2 separate regions of the Mus musculus genome follow, and region 1 is linked to region 2. A link is a contact called in public Hi-C data. All regions are on one chromosome and are shown on one strand. Each heading gives the region's core, a stretch centred on a gene start, on an enhancer-like site or on the middle of the called end of the contact. The rest is flanking DNA. Distances are from core to core; before and after follow the strand shown.

Region 1 (4,199 bases), core at 456-2,955, 180 kb before region 2:
GCGTGCTGTGAGGGACAGTTCAGGAAAATGGGGTTGGAGCATAGCTGAGAGAGAGCCTCCCAAAATAGGTAACCTCAGAGAGAACACTCCTGCTGGCTGCTGCCTTATACAGAGCTCAGAGATGGCTTAATCACAAGTATTTATGTAAAACTCAAACTTGGTGGGGGGGGGGGGGGGGGAGACCTAGGGAGGTGGGCAAGAAGCAAGGCCAGCTTTCTTTACTAGTTTAAAAATTTCAGAACACACCTTTGCAAGATTGACGCAATCCATTCTGGCTTCCCTTAGTCACATCCTGAACACGTGGCCAAGAAACTGTTTCCTTCTATCACCTTAACAGAGGACTCATGTGACAAGGTAGCCTGTTCCCCCCCCCCCATCCCCCTTCCCGGCCATGACACTAACAACCTGGAGATGATGAAGAAGAAAGTGTGGCGTGTGTAGGAGCTACCCCAAGAGAATCAGTCCCCAGAAGAGACGAGCTAACAAGGTGAGGACATATGACTCACAGCACTGTCTCCTAATTCTAAAGGAAGGGGAGACTGGCACCAGGCCAGGAGACAGAAAAGGCATGGAAGAAAAAACTAATTTGGAGCAGGCGAGATGAGTGTTTTCTGGCTTATTTAAAAACACAGATATAGAATCTGACTGCCAGATGGGACTGCTGAGGGAGCTGGAATGTCAACAATGGAGTCAACCATGCTGAAGCATGAAAGGATCTATTTTGACAGTAGGGAGGCCAAAGCCATGGAGAGAATGATGCTCAGTGGATCGGGTGGGTGCATCTCCAACTCTGTATTTTATTTCCATTTCAATTTCTTGGAGGCAATGGCTGAGGGTATTAGCTTGGCCCTGTATTAAGGGAAAAAGATCACTACTGGTTCCTTCAAACAACTTCAAGGCTAACTGGGAGAATAAGTCAAACAGAGAGCTGATTAACAGATAGACAAGCTTCCAGTGTGAATTTGCTGAGTGTCAATTGTAGGGTGAGCACTGAGGTCACACACCTGGGCTTGAGGAACAGAAGCAGCCCATGCCTCCCTAGAGCCTCCATTGTAACAGTCACTTAAATGTGGGGAGTATGGGGAGATGCGTCATGAAGGGCCTCCGCTCTTCTTGAAAATTCCGTGGCAGATGGGAGAGATCAGCAGGGCAGCTGTGGTGTAATGGGAAACTCATGGGATTGCAAGCTTTATGTTCTCTTAGCAGTCTCCTTGCTCTGTGACCTTTGGCAAGTCCCTGAACCACCTTGAGGATGCTTCGCCACACCCTGCTCTCTTGTCTGCAGAGAGGTGACAAGGGCATTTGCTTTTTTATCATAATGATGCTGTCTCTGTGGGAATGTGAGCTAAGGGGTTGCTGGAGGGAGGATGAACGGTAAGTCATTGTAGTGTAGAGAGCTTTGAGTTTTATGCTGTTGGCCAAATGGAAACAGAGAACCCCACTGTGGGGTAATTCTCAAGAGATAAGAATGCCTCCCGGATACAAGTGTGGGAATACATTAAAGAGACAAAACCAGAAGATATGCTAACAAGAAAAAGCTAGAGGGAAGAATACTGCCTATTCACATCATCATGTGGCAGAGCCTAGAACTCAAGGCTAGCAATACTCCCTGGCTTCTCCGGGAATGTGACATCATGTGCTCTGTGATGTTTATTGCATGGCATTCCAGGAATGAAACACAGAGCCACGTCCAAGGTCAAAAAGCCTAGAAGACAGTCCTTTGTTTAATTCTAACTCTCTCTATAAACAGTGACCTAATGTGATGATGTCTCAGTCTGGTCAGGCATCCCTGACCTCCACACCTCCCTCTCTTTACTCCCTCCTTCTACCCTGAGTCAAACTGTCTGGCCTTTGTCTCACATATGGGCTTTGCAAATGAGCACGAGTGATTCGTGAGCTCAGCTAGCTGGAAAGGAGCAAAAGCATGCCAGCAAAGCAAACACTCCAGCCAAGCCATCATCCTCTGCAGGAGGGGAGTCACCTCCTTTTGTCTCAGGGTGCACTGTTGAAGAAGGGAACACAAGGATGAAGCAAAGGACTCAACTGCGCAGTGGTTGACCAGTTGTCTTGAAGACAGCTTTGCTTTAACCCAGTCCCAGCTATAGAGGTGATTTATGTTTTCTCCTTCATTCTATGGTCTCTGTTTGCTTTCTGCAAGTTCAGGATCTTATGAATGCCATGTGAGGCAGGGGTATGAGTCCATAGTTTGTGGATCCTGGTTTCATCACTCTGTCAGGCTACCATAAAGGTCAAGTTCTATTTCTTTTTATAAGAGATGGCACCTCTGAGGACGCAGAGACGTGAGATGGCCTTGCTGATCATTCACATACAAACTCAGAAGCTGAGCAACTCAGCGGAGTCACATTCGTGGAAGATGAATTCTGACTAGAAACCAGTGATGGACAGACATGAGATAGAGGACAGATGAAAAGTCTTGTTTGAGTGTGATGGGGTGAAAGATATGGGTTAAAATGTCCTCACATATGTTGACTGAGAAGCATCCACCTAGGTTGACAGTCAGGTAATATACTCTGGAAAGTGCCAAGCAGTACATAACCTGTGATCCTCCGGTGCAGTTACTTGCCTGTGCCATGGGGCAAAAGCAGCCAGGGCAGCTGGTGAGTAGGTGGGCATGATTGTGGGCATGATTGTGTTCCCATAAAAGGTGCCTTACAGGATCAGGTGGCAACTGGGTTTTCGTTCTCTAGCCTCATCTAGATCTAGAAGCACACATTCCTCTTGAGTTCTACAATGACACCCCTACCCCCTGCCCATTTAGCTATGATGTCCTGGCAAGGAGGCCAGTTTGACTCTCTGGTACTCTTCTTTTTGCCTCCCTTTCCTTATTCCTTTGTATTCCTTTATTATTCTATGATCCATTGCTCCTTGCACACACACATACACATACATACATACATATCCACATGCACCCACACACACCACACATGCACACATGCACCTGCTGTTGGCACATGTCTATTTGAACAGAGAAATGTCCTAAGGTGAGGCCAGCAGGGATGGTGGTTTTCTTAGCAAATTCCTCCAGTATCAGGGGTGGGAGAGGTTGATGTGGCAGGTGCTGAAACCCACCCTTGTCTGTCAGGTCACAGGGTGGTTAAGGCCATTCTTTTCTCTCATTTCTCTTCAACAAAATCTCCCTTTTCTCCACCTCTCTCTTTCCAGCATCTAATAATCTGAATATTGACTCTTCTACACTCTTCTCTAAAGTTCTTTGATTTCTGTTTATATTTTCTGTCACTTTAAACACTGTTCATTCACACTTTCAAGAACAGTCCTTCCATCCAGTAATCTACCTCATAAGTCCCTCGATTGCTGTGCCCACTTTAGCACCTTGCCTCTTCCATTGGAATCATCAATGAATCATGAAAATCAGTATGGTCGTTAAGAGCTGGTCTCAGGGATTAGACTTCTAGTTTCAAATCCATAATCTGTCTGTCATTGTAGCTGAGTTCATTACCATCGCCCTGCCTTGAGTGTCTCAACTATAAAATAATGTACAGTACTCAACTCATACTATGTAGGTAAGCAACTGAATATCTAGTGCGGATCCCTTAGGATAATAGTTTATTAGAATCCATATCGATTTCACATTATTTCATGTCATGATATGATGTCATAACACCTTGTATTGCTTGCTTGTGATGGTACTGTTGCAAACAAATCTATTACACTGCCCATTCTATCACATTCAATGTGTGAATGATCATGATAGTGAATGACTGTGTTTCTGGTTTATGTATTTAACCATTCTTTTATCATGTCCCCTATGTACATACACATGTATGTATGTATGTATGTATGTATGTATGTATGTATACGGCTTACCATACGTTTTGTTGGTGTTAAAAGGCCATGTTTGGTGATCTACAGGTGCATTTTAGGCTTGCATAGGACACTGGTGTTTTTCACATACAGAGAAAATTATCTAATATTCATTTTTCAGAACGAAAGAAGCCTCAGTATAGTGGCAGGTGATTCTCCTGATCCAGGTAGTAGCCATGGGACAATCTTTGTACCTTCTCAACAGGAGAAGCCTTCGGGGCTCTAGTTATATTCACAGGAGCCAGCAGTCCCCTGAGAAGAGGTGCTAGACTTCCCATGTCCCATGTGTTACAGATGCCCATAAGTCTGCCGAGGTGAGCTTGAGGAGGTCCTGAGCCTCTGGAAGGGAATTCAGC
Region 2 (4,314 bases), core at 97-2,596:
AGATATTGGCCCGTGACCTACATGTGCAGACATTATTGAGTGCAGTTACACAATGTATGTATGTATGCATGCATGCAGAAGTGGTTATTAGCACCTCTCCACAAGGAGTTGCTAGCTGGTCTTAGGGGTTAAGAGGTTGACCAGTGGCATTGCTACAGCCTCAGCTAAAAGGGGTCCTTCACCCAGGCTTTGAGCAACTGGATCCAGGAAAGCTTCCAGCAGACCAGCAGAGAGAGAGAGAGAGAGAGAGAGAGAGAGAGAGAGAGAGAGAGAGAGAGAGAAAGAGAAACTGTCTCTGGGACACCTGCTGACATCATTCCATAACCCTGCATGACTCTTGTCACCTTCTGATGTTCTCAGCCAGGAGGACACTCCTGTTTCCTCAACAAAAACAGCTGGGATCACCAGAGGACACTCCTTGCAAAGATCCAGCTGGCCTCCATCAACATATCACCTGATCCTGTGTCCCTTTCAGGAGCGATGACCATCTCCCCCACAGTAACAATTACCCTGGAGCTGAGCTTGTGAGGAGGGCAAGCAGAATCCTTTTAATCTCCAAAATAATGCCTCCATCCTTTGTCCTCTTTGAGAAAGGGAGAGAGTGACAAATACCCTAACAGCCTTTGTTGATTCTGGAACTACTGAAAAGAAACAAATGCTTTGGAATGGAAATAAAAGTGTAACGTGAAGCTGCCACACATACAAACATCCATCTGCATGCAGAAAACATGTCCCCAGTGTGACATTCTGGGAAAGAGCATCACAACACAGGGCTGGCTCAGATCATCTGCGCATGACATAAATATAGGTTTATGGAAAAGCAAGCCAAGTCCCCTGTAAGTCACCTCTAATCCCTTCCTAAGCTGTTATTGATAGTGTCCCCAAACCCCAGGCCTACCCTCAATGCAATGGGCAACATATCAGTAGAATATATATGCTGTCTTCCTTTTCACAGAAATGACAATCTAATGTAAGACTCAAGATAGTCGCCTAGAAGCAGCAATCCGGAGACCAACACAAAATTTATTATAATCAGAAAATACACTAAGAACAATAGCTGATGGATCTGTCTTAAAGACTCAGTATCAAGTCCTTGACTAAACTTTTCAGATAAGTTGCCACATTAAATACTTGGGGAAATGACCAAGAATGGTTATTAATGCTTCAGAGGCCTGAGCTTATGTCTGCTAGACTTCAGGAAAAGCAAGCATCCCCAGGGCAGAGAATGCCCTACACCAAAAAGTAGCTGGCTTCATTCAAAGAAGGTGGCACTGGGTGCCAGAATGGTAGGAAACTGCCTTTTAGTAGGGCTGTACAAGGCCTGACCTGAACTGATGCCAACAAAAGAGAAGACAGAGGCAGCTGGATGCTGGCCATGGCCATGTGTGGGAGTCATGTGTCCTTGGCAACCTGAGTTCTGTTCCCAGATCTGACAGAAGCCTGGAATGGTAGGTGTTTTATTGTTTCTTTGTTTTTGTTTTTTTTCAGTGTCACAGTGATTCCTTAGCTGTGAAAGGTGGCACTTAGATATTGTCCCCAGTTTGTCTTAGGAACAGGGGTCAGAGGAGAACACAGTGTTATAGCACACGATACAACCTGGGCTCTTCTGGGACTTATCTCCTTTATAAGAATTTCCCATATTGACTCTGCACTTTGAGTATCAGATTGGCACAGACCCCACACCTAATACCCAAGTGAACTAGACGGGTGTGTCTGCCCTGGCCTGAGTTCTCACTCTCCATGCATTTCCACTTGAGGTCTTAAGCTATCTTGAGCTAACCCAGATCCTGAGGATGTAAGTAGAGTGATTCCATCTTGATCATTTGAAACTGGCCACTGAGAGCTTCTCAGAGATCTGAGGAGACAGGTGGGACCAGGAGATGATGTTGGGGTGGGAGGAAACAGTCATCTTGTGGGCAGTGTAAAAGATGTAAACCCAGGGACCAAGTCCTCCTTCTGTATCCCATACTTCCTTGTCCAATTAGTGGGACAAAGGTATTTAGGGGAAATGTTTGGGGAACTTTCTATCGGACGTCTGAGTCAAATTCCCAAACCATGTAGAATACGATAGAGATCCTCAGTTTATCTTTAATGTCAAAGTCTGCATGCATGTCCTCTTCTGATCCCCTGTAGAATCTATGAGTATTGTGTAGTTCTCACCTACAGGTGAGGTGATAGGAAGCTGTGCAGTTTGTTCAATGTCTAGTAGATGGGTAATGCTGAGGCAGGACTCAAACCCACACCCGCCTAAATCCCAGCCCTTGTCTAGCTCTGCCTTCTGCTCTGATGAGAATGTGACTATCAGCTCATGGTCTCCTCCTGTGAGTCACAGGCACTTCCAGAATGAAAGACTCTGCTTTAGACAAGCCACTCATCCACACAGGGAGACACACCCATTTATGTGTAGCCCACAACAGTTCTTAAGGGTTTCTTCAAGCCAAATGACTACTGTCCCTGGCAATAATGATCCAGTGTATAAAGGACTTAAACAAGGATGAGAAAGCAATTGGTTGGGATCTATAGCTATCATTCCTAGGTACAGGTTTTATAGAGTGTGAGCTACATACTGTAAGTATACAAGTCAATATGTTTGGCCCAAATGTCACCTGTATAACCACCACACTTAATTTACCAACCTACTACCATTATTCCAGAATTTTCCTTTTTCCTCCTTTCTACTCAATTCTTACCCCACAGATACCCACCATTCTAGCACTGGAGATCAGTATGCCTAGCACAGGTCTTTCAAAGTTAGAGCTGTAGAGTCCGTACATGTGTCTCACTTTTGGGCCTATCACAGTTAGAGCTGTAGAATCTCTGCATGTTTCTCACTTCTGGGCCTAGCATATTTTTGAGCTTCTTCTCCTTTGTTGCAGATATCACGAATACCATTCTTTTTGTGGGTGAGTGTTAACCCAACTTGTTCACCCTGTTGATGAGTATGTGAGTGCTCTGATTTTTGGCGATTACTCGTGAAGGCAGGATGCTTTTCTAAGTCTCTTTATGGTCACACACTCCTTTTTCTTCTCTGGTAGTGGGATGCTAAGTCATTGACAAGGGGCACATGCAACCGAAATGTTTAAATTCTGTCAAAGAGTTCTCTGCGATGATTTTTAGAAGGCCAGGGTCCTTGCTTCTCCACATCATCGTCTACATCTTGGTTTTTCATTGTATTTCTGGTGACCAGCCCCTCATTTCCCTATCAGCTAATGAAATTAAATAACTTTTCACAGTCTTAGCTAAAATTCATAGCTTACTACAGAATTTGTTGCTCCTATAGATAGGACCCAGTCTTATTTTAGGAGGCTATTTGCATAATAAATAGGAAAAAAAAACCTTGGCGCCAGACTTAGGTCCACATCTTCATTCTGCCACTCACTATCTCCGATGACTTTTGCCCTGGAGTTCATCCTTCTTTCCTCGTTCCCATGTCCTTGTAAGGTGTCCTTCCTCCTCTCTCTTCCATGCAGAGCTGATTCCTCTAGAGAGAACAGGAATCCTAAACTGAGCCAACTAGATCCCTCCCTGGGAAGTCTGAGAAAGAAGAGAGGGATGGGTGGAAGAGGGAAGAGGGAGGACGGGAGAGGATGGAAGAAGAAGGGGGGACCAGAAGAAAGAACCCAGCAAAGGTGTTTCAGATGCTAAATCAATAACAATGGCACTGAACACCGTCCTGGACACTGTCAGCACCCTTGCCTTCAACAGATGGACCACTCAGTATGAAGGGAGCCAGTCTGCGTGACAGAGGAGAATTATTCAGACTGCAGAACAGCGTGCAACGATGACCCTGATGAAGGGCGGTGAATGTTACTTTCCTTCTCTCTAGAGGACATCACAGGACTCAGTGGTATGTGCTTCTGGGAAGGCCGAGTCTCTCAGCATTTAATCAGGATCTTCCTGCCTCCAAGTACCGTGTATCACTTCCTGGCTTGAAGCAGTGAAAATCCCCTGTGAGAGTCTCCGGTCTCGCACTTCCCCTGCTGGGGCAAATTCATAAGCTTCACGTTGAGATGACAGATCCAACAGTACAGAAGCAGCTGAGTCCCTGAGTCACCACACAGAGGACAGCTGTCCTGGAGAGCCACACAGGCCTGAAGGCTGGGAAAAATATAGCGTTTGTTGTCTTATGCCATGGAGATCTTGAAATTGTCATAACTTAGTTCATCCTTGTTCATAGCCTGTCTGAGCCTTAGTTCCCTATTGGGTAAAACGGGGATATGTTTGTTATTCGTGCATGAAGTAATGTCGTCTTTGAGGTAGTTTCCACGGTACCTACACAGAGAAGCATTGTGAAGAAGCATAATTTCTTCTCCT

Evidence for each region. A called contact is a pair of places that touch in the nucleus more often than the background predicts.
Region 1: a contact with region 2 is called in a Hi-C map of Sertoli cells, with 1.8 times the contacts expected there. The contact joins two enhancer-like sites. A contact is called at or near these places in 4 of 484 Hi-C or Micro-C datasets (Sertoli cells, cerebral cortex and cortical neurons), 6 of 115 datasets of contacts at active chromatin or transcription factors (T-cell acute lymphoblastic leukemia, astrocytes, embryonic stem cells and 2 more) and 1 of 9 other capture datasets (embryonic stem cells).

Annotation. Positions count from the first base shown.
Region 1 is chr13:44,083,372-44,087,570 of GRCm38.p6, reverse strand. No RefSeq gene overlaps it. Among named protein-coding and RNA genes, the nearest start is that of Gm33630, 14 kb to the left of the region's middle. Within about 2 kb of position 1,705, at least 37 of the 459 cell types and tissues checked have an H3K27ac peak or open chromatin away from gene starts, as enhancers often do. A contact at or near this core is called in Sertoli cells, where this site is marked.
Region 2 is chr13:43,900,628-43,904,941 of GRCm38.p6, reverse strand. No RefSeq gene overlaps it. Among named protein-coding and RNA genes, the nearest start is that of Gm23117, 30 kb to the right of the region's middle. Within about 2 kb of position 1,346, at least 6 of the 459 cell types and tissues checked have an H3K27ac peak or open chromatin away from gene starts, as enhancers often do. A contact at or near this core is called in Sertoli cells, where this site is marked.